2 separate regions of the Gossypium hirsutum genome follow, and region 1 is linked to region 2. Evidence: chromatin contacts called from public Hi-C data. All regions are on one chromosome and are shown on one strand. Each heading gives the region's core, a stretch centred on a gene start, on an enhancer-like site or on the middle of the called end of the contact. The rest is flanking DNA. Distances are from core to core; before and after follow the strand shown.

The links. A called contact is a pair of places that touch in the nucleus more often than the background predicts.
Region 1: a contact with region 2 is called in a Hi-C map of leaf, with 1.6 times the contacts expected there. The contact joins the promoter of LOC107961724 here to the promoter of LOC107961715 in region 2. A contact is called at or near these places in 5 of 34 Hi-C or Micro-C datasets (callus, leaf and petal).

The regions. Positions count from the first base shown.
Region 1 is chrA06:45,103,590-45,110,493 of Gossypium_hirsutum_v2.1, forward strand. It overlaps LOC107961724 (probable cyclic nucleotide-gated ion channel 14), which reads right to left and starts at 3,090. Exons shown (of 7, transcript XM_016897812.2): 1 at 2,605-3,090; 2 at 2,028-2,532; 3 at 611-823; 4 at 226-527; 5 at 25-136. The coding sequence starts at 2,633. It overlaps LOC107961727 (serine/arginine-rich splicing factor RSZ22), which reads right to left. Exons shown (of 7, transcript XM_016897814.2): 4 at 6,285-6,507; 5 at 6,086-6,199; 6 at 5,260-5,872; 7 at 4,456-5,140. The coding sequence ends at 5,836.
Region 2 is chrA06:44,280,474-44,287,174 of Gossypium_hirsutum_v2.1, forward strand. It overlaps LOC107961715 (importin-5), which reads left to right and starts at 5,067. Exons shown (of 21, transcript XR_005928778.1): 1 at 5,067-6,519.

The sequences.
Region 1 (6,904 bases), core at 1,840-4,339, 820 kb after region 2:
TATGTTAGGGCTTAAGACAAATACCTGCATGTTTCCAATTAAATGGGCAAACAAAACCAAACCCAAGATAGCAATCAGTATGGCAAACAGGGTTTCCCCCATAAATGTGCTTGTATCTAAATTCTGTCCATAAGAGCTGAAAATTCAGAAACCAGAGTTGTTTCATCAAAAAGTTCCACAATAAATCTAAATTATGTTTTATGAATGTTCATGATGCATGCATACCTCAAATTCTGCAAACCCCACCACAGACAATAGAAATACTTCCGGTGGAAGCCCGAGGAGAATACTTTCTTCGTCAACGCATTCTCGAAAATCCCATAGTCAAAACTAATATCATTATTGGGATCACATTTACCAAACACCACAGTACTGTTTTCCCATTTATGGCGACTGGCATCATTCAATGTGCCGCAATCGAGGTAACGAGGATCACATCGCACAGGGCTAGTCTCATTTCTGCATTCAGTTTTCAAACAGGATGCATGTCGCTCGAATGACAGTAAATACCACGACGCCCCCAGTACCTGCAAGAAGCGAAGCCGAACAATCAATCAAAATGGGAACAATGATAGCCACAGACGAGATTGGGGTATGAAATTTTACATACATGGCTAGCTAACATGTAAAGTAAGAGATTGTATGCAGCACCAGCCCAGGCAGTCTTTGTGACAACACCAGTGGCTTTGATAATCTGAGAGCTTAAAGGGAAAATTAAATACAATCTGGGAACATATTGGAGCAGCACAATCAGCACAAGTGCATTATTAGTATAATCAGCATGGGAGCTTCTAATTGCTGGTATAATGAACCATATCACAATCTGCGAACAAAAGTAAAAAGAAAAAAAAAATATTAAATCAGTTTTAGCTTGAGCAAAATATCTTTCCTTAAACCAAAGAAAAAACTTCTATCACTTTTTCATCATTTATCAAAAACCCATTTAGTAAACTATCAAAATAATCACTTTTATTTTTTTTAAATTATATTTTAGTCTCTAATATTTAAAATGTTAAGTTTTAGTCACTTATGTTAACGTGTTGTAACATTTTAGTCACTGAGTCTTTAATTGTTGTTAACGGGATAACGATAAATTGATGTGACACGTTAAATTACCATTACAAAAAAAAACTAAGTTAAATTATACAATTAGTCCTTATATTTTTTTTAGTTTGAAATAATGATTTAACGTGTTACATCTGCTTACCATTACACCGTTAACGACAATTAACGCCCAGTGACTAAAATGTTATAACACGGTAACATAGATGACTAAAATGTAATATTTCAAATATAAGTAATTAAAATATAACCCGATAAAAAAGTGACTATTTCGGCGATTTATGCTTACTAAATATTGAACCTTGTGAAAGAAAATTATTAGAAAGGAGATCTATTTGAGAGAAAATTTTAAAGTATTGTGTATTGAGAATCGACAGATCTTTTAGTGGATTGGTATTGATCCCCTAACTCTATGAGAGACCGTGTGCCTTAAAAAGCTACCCGAAAAATATTGTGGGTTCAATAAAGCGGAAATGACTCGTTGGATGCTTGTGACATGGTCACCACCATAGAAATCTCAAAATTTGCACTTGGAAGGGTTAAAGGTTGGAAGGGTTAAGGTTCCCTATAAGGCATTGTTGGATAACAACACAACCACTGGACCTACTTGCACACATACATGGTCTACCTTCTTAGCCACCTGACGAAAATCTCTCGCTCTGTTTGACCTCGCCGTCTTTAGGCACTTAGGTTCTCAGAGTTGAGAGATAAAATCCCCCGACGTAAATAATACTGGCCAATTGAAGGATGTTTCGACTTTCAACACATGACAGTTAAAAGACCTCCCCGAAAGAAATCAGCATTCTCTCAACAACCGCATAAAAACATATCTAGATTCCAGTGGTTGCTTGCAGCATTTACATCAGTCTCAGCTACCAAAAACGCCATCAACATCACTTGCAAATTAAACAATTCAAAAAAGGCCCTTCATTTGATTAAATAGGGACATTTACAGAATGAAGTACCTGAGGAAGAGGTAGAGCAGCCACAAGATCTATGAAGAAATCCGATCTCAAATACCTTTTAGCAATCAAATCTGGGTGAGTAACAAGTTCACCCCTACCAAATACCCTTGAGGTAGGCGACACATAAGCCGTTCGGAACTTGATGAATATATGCAACACGTAAAATGCATCGGCAAGTGTACGGAAACAAGTTACAACGATTCCCAGATTCAAATCAGTTTCCAAACAAGAGGTGGTGTCTTTTTTTATCAATGAAGGCAGGTAGAAAAACAATGGGTCGACGAAGAGAGCCACTAAGCACCAAAAGAGAAAAATCCTGTTCCACTGCAAGTAAATTTCAGTACCAGGATCTAGAATCCTTTCCCTCCATGGCTCGTGATCCTCTGGAAAAAGAACCTTTGACTTTCCATATTTGGAAACTCCTTCGGTTTTCAATAAAGGGACGGTTGCTTTGAATACGGGCAGTGGCGGCTTCTCCGTACGTGCTGTGCCATTGTTGTTGAACCTGAGAATTCGAAAAAGGATCCATCAATGGAAATTTGAAGAAAAATGAGGAGAGGTGGGTTGCTAAGATTACCTCACTAGCTTCTCTGTTTTGAACTCCATCCTTTTTTGTGAAATTGGTCATAAAAGTAAAGTGTGCAGAGAAATGGGTGCAGCTTTACTGCAACAAAAATTATATTGAAAATCCATCATAAAGGAAGTGGAAGTGCTTAGAAAAAAAGAAGTAAACAAGATAGATCTTTCATTGCCTCCTCGTATCGACCAACATAGTGAAAATACCAACAAAAAGGTCGTTTTCTTTTTGCAAATGAAAAGAAGAGAGGAAGAAGGATATTGACGTAATCGGATGCAAGATTTTTGGAGGACTGAAAGAGAAGAAAGAGAGGAAAAAAGGAAAGCAAATCCCAAAACTAGGAATTTCAATAAAGAAATACTAGTGAAAGCAAAATGAAGGAAGAACAGCTCAGAGTGTTTTTTTTTTTTAACTAGTTTGTGTTGTTGGGAGAAATTAAAAAGAGGATTCAATGTGAAAAAACACACGAAATACCATTGACTTTGGAGATTGGAGGCGATCAAACAATATTTATATTTTCATTGATTCCCTTCGATTGTTTATATAATAATTTAATTTATTATTATACCCAACATTTAGTAAAACCATTTTTTATATTATTGATAATTGGAAGATAATTGAAAATTTAATAACAATTTTGATGACAGGGTTGTTGCCGGCTCTCTGTTTTGTGTTTGTAATAAAAACAGGCGGGATCCCGATTCTTTATTGGACGTTTAGATCCCACAGTTGAGTGGTCCTTGCCACATCGGCAGTGATGGAGCCGTAGAAGTCTACCACTATTTTAGATTCCCTCCTAATTTCATGTTCATACTTTTACCTCACCTAATTCAAATCTAAATGCTATTTTAATTTTAATTTTAATTTTAATTTTAAAACATTAAAATTTATCTAAAAGTTCATTTAAAAGATATTAATTATTTTTTATTTACTTGAAATTTTATTTTTTTAATATCTAAAAAAAAATAAAACAGAACTCGTTTCTCCAAAAGGAATAAAAAAATTAAAAAGGACAACTTAAAAAACTCAAATAATTCAGGCGTTTTCAGTGGTAAGTCTCACCAATTAAAAGTTGAGATTAAATTTTTTGTTTTAATTTACATATTTTTTTTTAAAAAAAATTCATAATGCTATTAACCAGTTTAAATGACATCAGATTAAAAGGACTACAATTGATAATTAGTGATAACAAAGTTCTAAAGAATATTTTTTTCTTTCAAACAGCTGGCTATGCAGCAATTAGTTAATTTTTTATTGGGAAGGGCTTACTTCTAATATCAACAACTATTCAATTTCTTCTTTTAAAACGAAAAACCCTTCAAATTTAATTTCTTTCAATACCTTTTCAGGCTTCACAAACCACTGTAACTAAAATTTAATAATGTTTACAGATATCGCCATGAAAAATAAGTCAAAAATCTTGGACAGCTGGTACACCCTAATCTCATCTGACAAACAAAAAATTGACATCAAAAGGATACTTTGAAACCAAATCATTACCCTTTTTTCTAAATCACTTTTCAAATTATCAATTAAGCCACTTGTCAGATGTAAAATAAAAAACCGTAATCACCGGTGTACCAATATACATATAAATATCATAGATGGACCAAATTCAGTATCCATAATGGAGGCTGACACACATACAAACACACTACGTTCATATTTCTTCCAACAAACCAAAAATTCAAGCAAATCACACAATAGAGAATATGTTCTATGGAGATTTTAAATTATAAATTGGTTCACCATGAACATAGCAGCAGTCATACTTCTAACCATGCATAGAAAAAACTTAATCACCGGGAACAAATGGAAGTGCATCTATCTGACTTGCATTGCAACATTGCATACAATAATTTCAGAAATTAAATTAAACTCATGAACAATGAATTTGTTGGACTTTTTATCATTCCAACTGTTTATAAAACAAAACAACACCCAATCTAACATGACCTCACTCTTAAATATCTGACATGAAAACTTTGTCCCTAAGTCTTGTTTCAGAGTTAACCAGAGGGCCAAAAACATGATTGGGACATTTGAGCAACATTAGCATCTCGTATACAGCAAAAAAAATTCATGACGCCAAATGATGATTAGTCTTCCTATTCAAAGATGGTAAACAGCTAGACAAGAAACCAACCTATTTTGGTAGGTTAAATATCATCCAGTCACACCAAAGATAACAGGCCAGTCACTTCACCTATGCTTGTTTTGCAGCCTACCAAGGGACCCAAAGATATATAGCAAGGTCGGCGAATCATGATTAACTTGTGAGGATATTGTGACTTTGTTCGAGATCATCAAGTTCTGCAACTAAGAGTCAACCATCCCAGAACGCTCCCGAATTTATGTACCGCCAAAGACACGCAAAAAACTCAAAATATTCGAAAGAAAAATATCAAGCACACACTTTTTGTCAAGCATAATCATCTGGAACTAGATGCAGACACTAGGAAGAAAAGTGAGTACAGCTTCCCAACTTTCCAACCCAACAGAAGTAGAAGACTCCAAATTTATTCTTGCTTGTCAGCTGAATGACCACAAACATGTTGAAGAAAAACAGTAAGCAAAATATCCTTGCATCTTTCAAAATATTTTACCGTCATGTTTTCTAAAAAGTTTGCACAAAAAATAAGGTCTGTAAATTACCAATCCCACTCTTGTAAGGACCCTAAAACATCAACTTCTGTAGAACAGATATAGTACCTGCCAGAAGCAGCGTTTGAGGCAGCTCCCTCAATCCTTTTAAGATAAAGTAAGTAAAGCCACTAGAGTTTGACGAAGGTTCATCACAGCAGGAGAGATTCATTCAAACAGTAGCAACTACAGATGATGACAAATGGGACCCACAATGATCAAATATTGAAGATCCCATAGACGGGCAGCAAAGAAGCAAATCCCAGACGTGTAGAAGCAGAAAAGTAACGAGGCAGACCCAGAAGACACCTCAACACAAAAGAAAAGCATGAACTTTTTAGCAGAATTTCTTTAATGATTTCTCAATAAAATTATAGAGGTCATTTTAAGTTTCCCCCCCTACGCATAAAAAAGTACTTAGCATAGATAAAGCAAATAAAACCATCATAGAAATAAGGAAAAACAGAAAGTAACTTAACCAAATCCAAGATGCTGCGGGCGTTGCCCAATTAAAACAGTAGCACTGAAGTCAACAAACTAAACAAACTTAATCAGTCCCTTCACATAAGAGTTACATCCTTGCAGCACTTAACTCCTGCTCCGTCGGCGTTCCCTTGCACCATTTCTACACCAAATTCAGTAGCAATCTTTCATGCACATATCATAATCCAAACAGTACAACAAAAAATTAAACTAGGATGAACAAAGCTGTGAGCGTGATCAAATCAGATGCGTAACCAAAATTTAACTAGTTTGATACACTTGCTCATTATTGATCAAAAAGACAACTTTAAAAAAAGCCTTTCCAGCTACTAGCATAAAGTTCAAGGAAGTTCACCCATTAGCATATGGCAATTCCTCACGACCACGGTATGGTGGAGACCTGCTGTAGCTACGCCCACGAGGAGAGGGACTGCGACGCCTAGGGGATCGTCCACGAGGACTGTAACTTCTGTTTGGAATTAAAAAGTGTCATTCGATTGTAAAACTTCAATCAATCATGAGTAGAAGGCAATGTTTTGCTTAGGAGGCCTTACCTGCGCCCATAGCTTGGGCTCCTACGATATCTAGGGCTGCGGCTGCGACGTCTTCCAGAACCACCACGTGTACGACATTCTCGAGCAAAATGACCGGCCTCACCACACTCGTAGCACTTCAAATCAGAACCACCCGACCGTCCCCGACCACCTCCACCTCCGCCTCCACGTCCACCTCTGCCTCTAGAATTATGAGAAAGCTCAACTCTCCAGCCATTCTTGCCTAAATCCAAATATGTGACTTATAAAACTAGTATAGGATGTGAATCTCAAATGATAACCGTATGCTTGTTAAAAGATGCCATTAAGAAAACGAAAATCAGAAACTAGCAACTGGATGGATGAATGAGATAAAACTACCAACAAGTTTTACAGAATTTTGAATTAATATATAAAACTAAACTGGAGAAATGTCAAACATAACACAACCACATGGGCAGCTTAATTCTGGTCTAACAGATCACATAAACTTCCTCCACAAATAGACATGAAGGTTAAACGCTGTTAAAGGCACATTCTTCATAAAAAAATCCAAATCTAAAGAATTATGCGACTAATCAAATTATGACTTTCATCACTAATCTTTCTTATTCATAAAGGAGCAGATCAATAACAACGAA
Region 2 (6,701 bases), core at 3,817-6,316:
ACGGTCATGTCTTTATTGGAAAATAGGATGAATTAGGAGAACACAATTCTCGATTGTCACATGGGCTGGTCACACGCCCGTGTGAGTACTGTAGATTTGGTTAATTAAATTTCACATGGTCTCAGTTTGTTATAGGCCCAGCCACACGACCATGTGACTTTTGATGTAATTTTTGCAATTTGATCCACACAGTTTTGGAGACTTATCCACACAGTTTTGGAGACTTACACGACTTGGACACACGGTCGTGTGACCCCTATTTTGCATGACTACTTTTATCTTTTGAAAATGTTTCAATTTTATCCTTATTTGTGCTCAAGTCAACTTAAGAGCTTTCGTAATCCCGAATAAGACTCAAATTTAATTGTATATTTGAACGTTTATGACATGATTGATTATTTTAAGGATTTATTTATGATTTAATTGATCCGAAATTTTGGAAATGTTGCAAATTAGTCCTAGTTGAATTCTAGGTTGACATTGAAGCATAGTTAAGCTCGTATAAGGCTCAAGAAAAGTTACATTTGGGGATTATGCATTGAATTAACTATTATTATGTGACTCATGTTTAATTTGAATGTTATTTGTGTATTTATGAGGTAATTTCATATTTATTTGAAATAAACAATGTGAATTAAATCTGTTCTGTTTCGACATTATCTGTAGCACTCTGTAGCTCAATTCTGGCGATTAGACCGGGTGAGGGGTGTTACATCCTTTTTGCAAGAATGTCCATTCTCACCCAAATATATATAACTCCTATGCATGGTCTCCCAATCTCTTTTAGCCAATCACCGGTAATTATTATGTCTCCCACTTTAGAACTAGTAGATTCCATATTAACCAAACTAGAAGTGAAACTTAACTATTTACCCGACAATTCCAAAATTCCTAGTCGAGTCCACCAACTCTCTACTTTGCTCAATTAACTCCCAAAGCTCCTTTAAATTCGAGTCCTTAGAGAAATCTGGATGTGAAAATCTAGCTTATTCGGTAGAATTATTTTAACCCTGCACCAGGTCAAGTGGCATGTATATAAGGTTTATTTGGTGAAAATATATATGTAATGAATGGTGATGTTTTGAATGTTGTGTTTATATATATGTCATTTTGGATAATTGTTCAATAATGGCGTAAACTAAAATACGTTTTTGCTTATGTTAGAAATGTTAATTCATTTGATTAATTGACAGACTTATAAAAATAAACCATTTGGGCAAATAATAATAATGTAATAAGAACACGCGACGGAAAGTCATTTGGCGGATAAGCTCGAGTGATCACTTTTTTTACGAATCCTTTTGTTTAAAAGTATTTTTATAAAATTATAAAATATTGAAAGTTAATAATGTTGCTTAAACCTTGATTAGTCTCATAAATGTTTATACCTCTAATGTATATATATGTGTGTGTGTGTATGATTAGAATTAAAATTATGATGACTTTAAAAATAGATTTACTTTATGGCTTTGGATGTGAATGTTTTTGTTCTTTTGTAGCACTCCATAACTTGGGTCCAGAGATCAGGTTAGGCGAGGGGTGTTACAATGAATTTTGGCTTTAGCACCTAGAGAGGATCCCAAAATCAGGTGTATTTACGTTTTGAATAGTTTGGCATGTACTTAACTAGTTGAGTCACTTTTGGTATATCTTTATATTTACATGAATTTCAGTAACAAGTTAGTACTTGTGAATTTAGTAAATAGTGTTATCATATGTTCATAAGTAAGTTATATGAAATGTGATGTGTATTTGTATCTAAATTAATGGTAGTTGCCTCGACAACGAATGTGACACACTACAGCTCAAACTTGACGATTAGATCGTGTTTAGGGTGTTACATGGTGTCACAAGTCAATCGAACATGTGACACCCATACCCGACCCGGTTGTCGGATCCAAGTTACGGGATGCCACATTCGTTACCGGAGCAACTACGATCTCAATTTCAATTTCAGTTCAACAGTTTGTACATGCTATTAAGTTCAATACACAATTATAATGCATTATATAATTGAATCTAGGATTTAAATGAGCTTACGAAAGCTCTTTCGATAAATTGAGATTGGTTAAGGACTAAATGTTGGATCGTGGTACACCCCGTGGCATAGGAGGAAAATTATTCTGGTGATCATCAACCATGGATCCATGTACGAGGAATGAACCAGGTTGAAACAAGGGTCGAAAATATACCTTTTTCGAAACTGGAAAAGCGACGAACAACGTTGTTGATATGATTCCTTTGAACGATGTCGATCCCAAGCTGCAACAGTAACGTTTCGACCTCTACGTAATTCACCCAGTCAAAGTATGAACAACAAAATTCTCTTAAACTTTTTTAGAGAGAAAAATCAAAAATGGCTGTTAGACCTTTAGATATTGTTTTTCTTGGTAACCTTAACACACTAATGGATTATATTCCTTTTATTTTTTTTTGATATCTTTTATTTTCTTTAATATCACATATCAGAAATAAAACGAGATTATTCCCTTATTATTAGAGAAACAAATAGAAAGTTAGAAAAACAAATTATATTATTTCCTAAAGAATATCAACTTTCATGTCCTTCTATATTTTGACCGAAATTAATTATTATAACTATTTATATTAATAATTTTGATAAACTATATATAATTAATATTTTGTTTGAATCAAATTCATATATTAATTTTATCTATGTTCTCTATTTGTGTACAACAAGTTTGTACATATAATGTGCTAAATATTTAACTATCGAATTAAATTAATTCAATAATTAATTTAATTCATGTGACAACTAAATACAATACCAAATGTATTTGGATTCAGTTTGCTTCAACTATAGGGTGTGACCTTGTAGGTTCTTGTAAAGTTAATAATAATATTATAATGTCTCTAATATTATAAACAATGAGTGGCATCTAGTAATGCATCATTGATAACCAAGTTGCAAGAAGTCGTGATTCGACATTACCTTTTTGTGATAATCTTTTCATGTATTATATGCTTTTATCCTTAACATCTAGATTGGACACAAGTGATGAAATTGTCACACTTGTATAGTCCAATATCATCTTTCTTGATATTCTGAGTAGACTACTATAAAAAAATAAGTGTGATATCTTATATCAACTGATTCGAGCATGGCCATGCATTTTTAATCTCACTCCATCAAGAGGCCTAAGATATTACTCGTATTATGTAAGAAGGACAAATCCTATCTTGATCAACCATATTCCTCTACATAGATTGTGACATACCCAACATCAGTCTTTATAGTATAACCTGTTATGGTAGACGTTTGACTGTGTCAAAATATACAACTCACTATGTTGGGACAATGATGATCTCAAGTCTAAGGATCATATACATAATTATCACTATGAGTAATGTTGTGACTATTACATAATAATCCAATAACAATACTCATAGCAAGTCAGTCCAGTATGTTGTTCTCTAACACATACTCGCGTATCAGTTTTGACATCCCTATGTCAATGACAACACTTCATCATTAATCAACTACACATTAGTCTCAATGCATTATCATTGTCCAAGCCCACTATAATACTTGACTAAGGACCTTTTAAGAATAATCATATTATTCTTAGGACTTTATTATTAAATACTTTATTCGTGCATACATAAAAAGAAACTGAAATAATAATGGCAATGCATTATATTAGAAAACAAGGTAAAATGAGTATGTGATTACAATCATCTCATGATTGGTCTTTGGGCATACTCTAACACTAAAATGCAACAATTTTAAAACTATCGAGTTGATGTCATGACATCGAAGGTCCATAGTTGTGATGTCACTCTCTGTTGATTTTTCATCGTGACGTCACCTACTGCTTTCATAACTTCCTTGAACATAAAATCACAACAACTCTGTAATATGAACATTAACATATTTACATTATTTTAAACCTTATGCTACTTACATATATATATATATATATCATATACAACTCATGTATCATATATCAAACTAACCATGATATCTAAAACACCAAATCAACAATTTACTACTTAAAACCGACTCAATTTTGGGTACATGCCACATATTGAAGCATAAAGAAACTATACAAACTTTGCTAAGATGAGAGTTGCGGTTTGAATGCTGGATCACTCCTCGAGTCTTTGAGATCTATTAGTACCTATGCATAGAATAAACAAACCGTACGTTAAGCGATAAAGCTCAGTGGTACTTTTATGTTTCAAATCAACATAGCATGTTAGACTTACACTAAAATCATGAATTAGTTTTCAACAATAACAATTTTCAATTCATGTCAAATCTATCCAAAATGCATACCTTATGCTAATTGATAAATTCATATTAGCATAGAATACCAAGTTTCCTATCATTGCAATAATTCAATTATATGCCAATGCATTTCACCAAGTCAATTCATTTTCACATTTCCTTCTTGAATCATTTGTTTTGTGTCATTTTTAGACAAGCCTTTAAAGCTCGTATAATCGGTTTGTATAATCTTTCACATGCTGTCAGTTATCATATTTCATATGCATACAAAATATTCCATTTTCAAATGATTGTTCATATCAACCATCATTACAAGTTCATGTTTTATAATCATTATTAACCGAAAACAAATTCAAAACGGATGCACAAATTATTTGACCATCACACTAATCTATAATGATTTAAAACTTATCATAATTTACAGTTACAATTTCCCCTTAACAGTTCTTAATATTTAAAAATAATATATGTTTTTATATCAAAATTATTTCTCGTATCAAATCTTAATTTCGAAAATTATTAGAACGTATTAAAAAATTCTATTAAATGCCAATGACGAGGAAATATTAAAACCGATGAGAAATTATCGAAATTTTTGAAGAATTACAAAAATTATAAAGCTATACCAATTATTACTAGAGAATACCAAAAAAATATGAAAATATATCAATTTTAACTTGTACCTTGTTGAATGGGTAAAATCCGTCCTAAGTTTTTTTTTTCCAAAGCTCACAGCAGACATCCCGTTAGTGGTTTAGTAGGATTGTAGGAGTAAGTATTTTATTTTTCCCTCCAAAAATGAAAAAAGAAAAGAAGAAAGGAAGTGGGTACTCACATTAATAATCATGACACGTAAAATTACAGCTAATCCAGCCCCCTTTTTTTTCTTGTCAGCCCTAGTTTTCTCTCTCTTAAAATCCCTTATTTTCCCCCACACTCCCACTCAAGAAGACGCCCAACAAAACACAGAGCAAAAGCATTAACGAAGAGGTGACAAAGGAATCAATTTCATCATTTTCTCCGTCTCCGTTTCCTCCTCCTTCTCCTTCGCCGCCATGGACCAGCAATCGCAGCTCGCCCTCATCCTAGGACCTGACCCGATTCCATTTGAAACCCTAGTCTCCCACTTGATGTCATCATCAAACGAACAACGTTCTCACGCTGAGGCCTTGTTTAATCTATGCAAGCAATCGGACCCTGACGCCCTCTGCCTTCGCCTCGCCCACCTTCTCCAAGTCTGCACTCAGCCCGAGACTCGCGCCATGGCAGCTATTCTCCTCCGTAAGTTGTTGACGCGTGACGACTCCTATATCTGGCCTCGCCTCAACATTTCTACACAGTCTTCCCTCAAATCCGTGATTCTGTCTCAAATCCAAGTGGAAACCACCAAAAATTTATCTAAAAAGCTGTGCGATACTGTTGCGGAGCTTGCTTCCAGTATTTTGCCGGAGAATGGGTGGCCAGAGCTCTTGCCGTTTATGTTTCAGTGTGTCTCTTCGGATTCCCCTAAATTACAGGAGTCTGCTTTTTTGATATTTGCGCAGCTGAGTCAATATATTGGGGATGTGTTGACTCCTTTTATAAAGGATCTACACACTGTGTTCTTGAGGTGCCTGAGTGAAAGTTCTAATGCCGATGTCAAAATTGCTGCGTTGAATGCGGTCATCAACTTTATTCAATGTTTGACCAGCTCATCCGATCGGGATAGGTTTCAGGATCTTTTGCCAGCAATGATGAGGACCTTGACAGAGGCTTTAAATAACGGGAATGAGGCCACTGCTCAGGAGGCACTTGAGTTGTTGATCGAGTTGGCAGGTACCGAGCCACGGTTTCTTAGGAGGCAGCTTGTTGATGTAGTGGGTTCGATGCTGCAGATTGCAGAGGCAGAATCTCTTGAGGAAGGGACACGTCATTTGGCGATTGAATTTGTGGTGACTTTGGCGGAAGCAAGGGAGCGTGCTCCTGGAATGATGCGGAAGTTGCCGCAATTTATTAGTAGGTTATTTGCAATATTGATGAGAATGCTGTTAGATATTGAGGATGATGCAGCATGGCACACAGCAGAATCTGAGGATGAGGATGCTGGAGAGACCAGCAATTACAGTGTCGGACAGGAGTGTTTGGATCGTTTGGCAATTTCCTTAGGTGGGAACACAATTGTTCCTGTTGCATCTGAGCAGTTGCCTGCTTATTTGGCTGCTTCTGAGTGGCAAAAGCATCATGCTGCACTAATTGCCCTTGCTCAGATTGCTGAGGGGTGTGCCAAGGTACACTTATTAATCATCGTTTGTTAATGTGGTTATTCAGTTTGGTTTATGGTGTTGTAAGTTTACTAACAATGGGGTGGAATTCTGTCTAGTGCATGTGGATTCAAACATATTTTTTTATAGCCTAATGGCATGGCTAATTCAGCTTTGAAAGGAAAAAATGCCTTATGTTTCATGGTTGA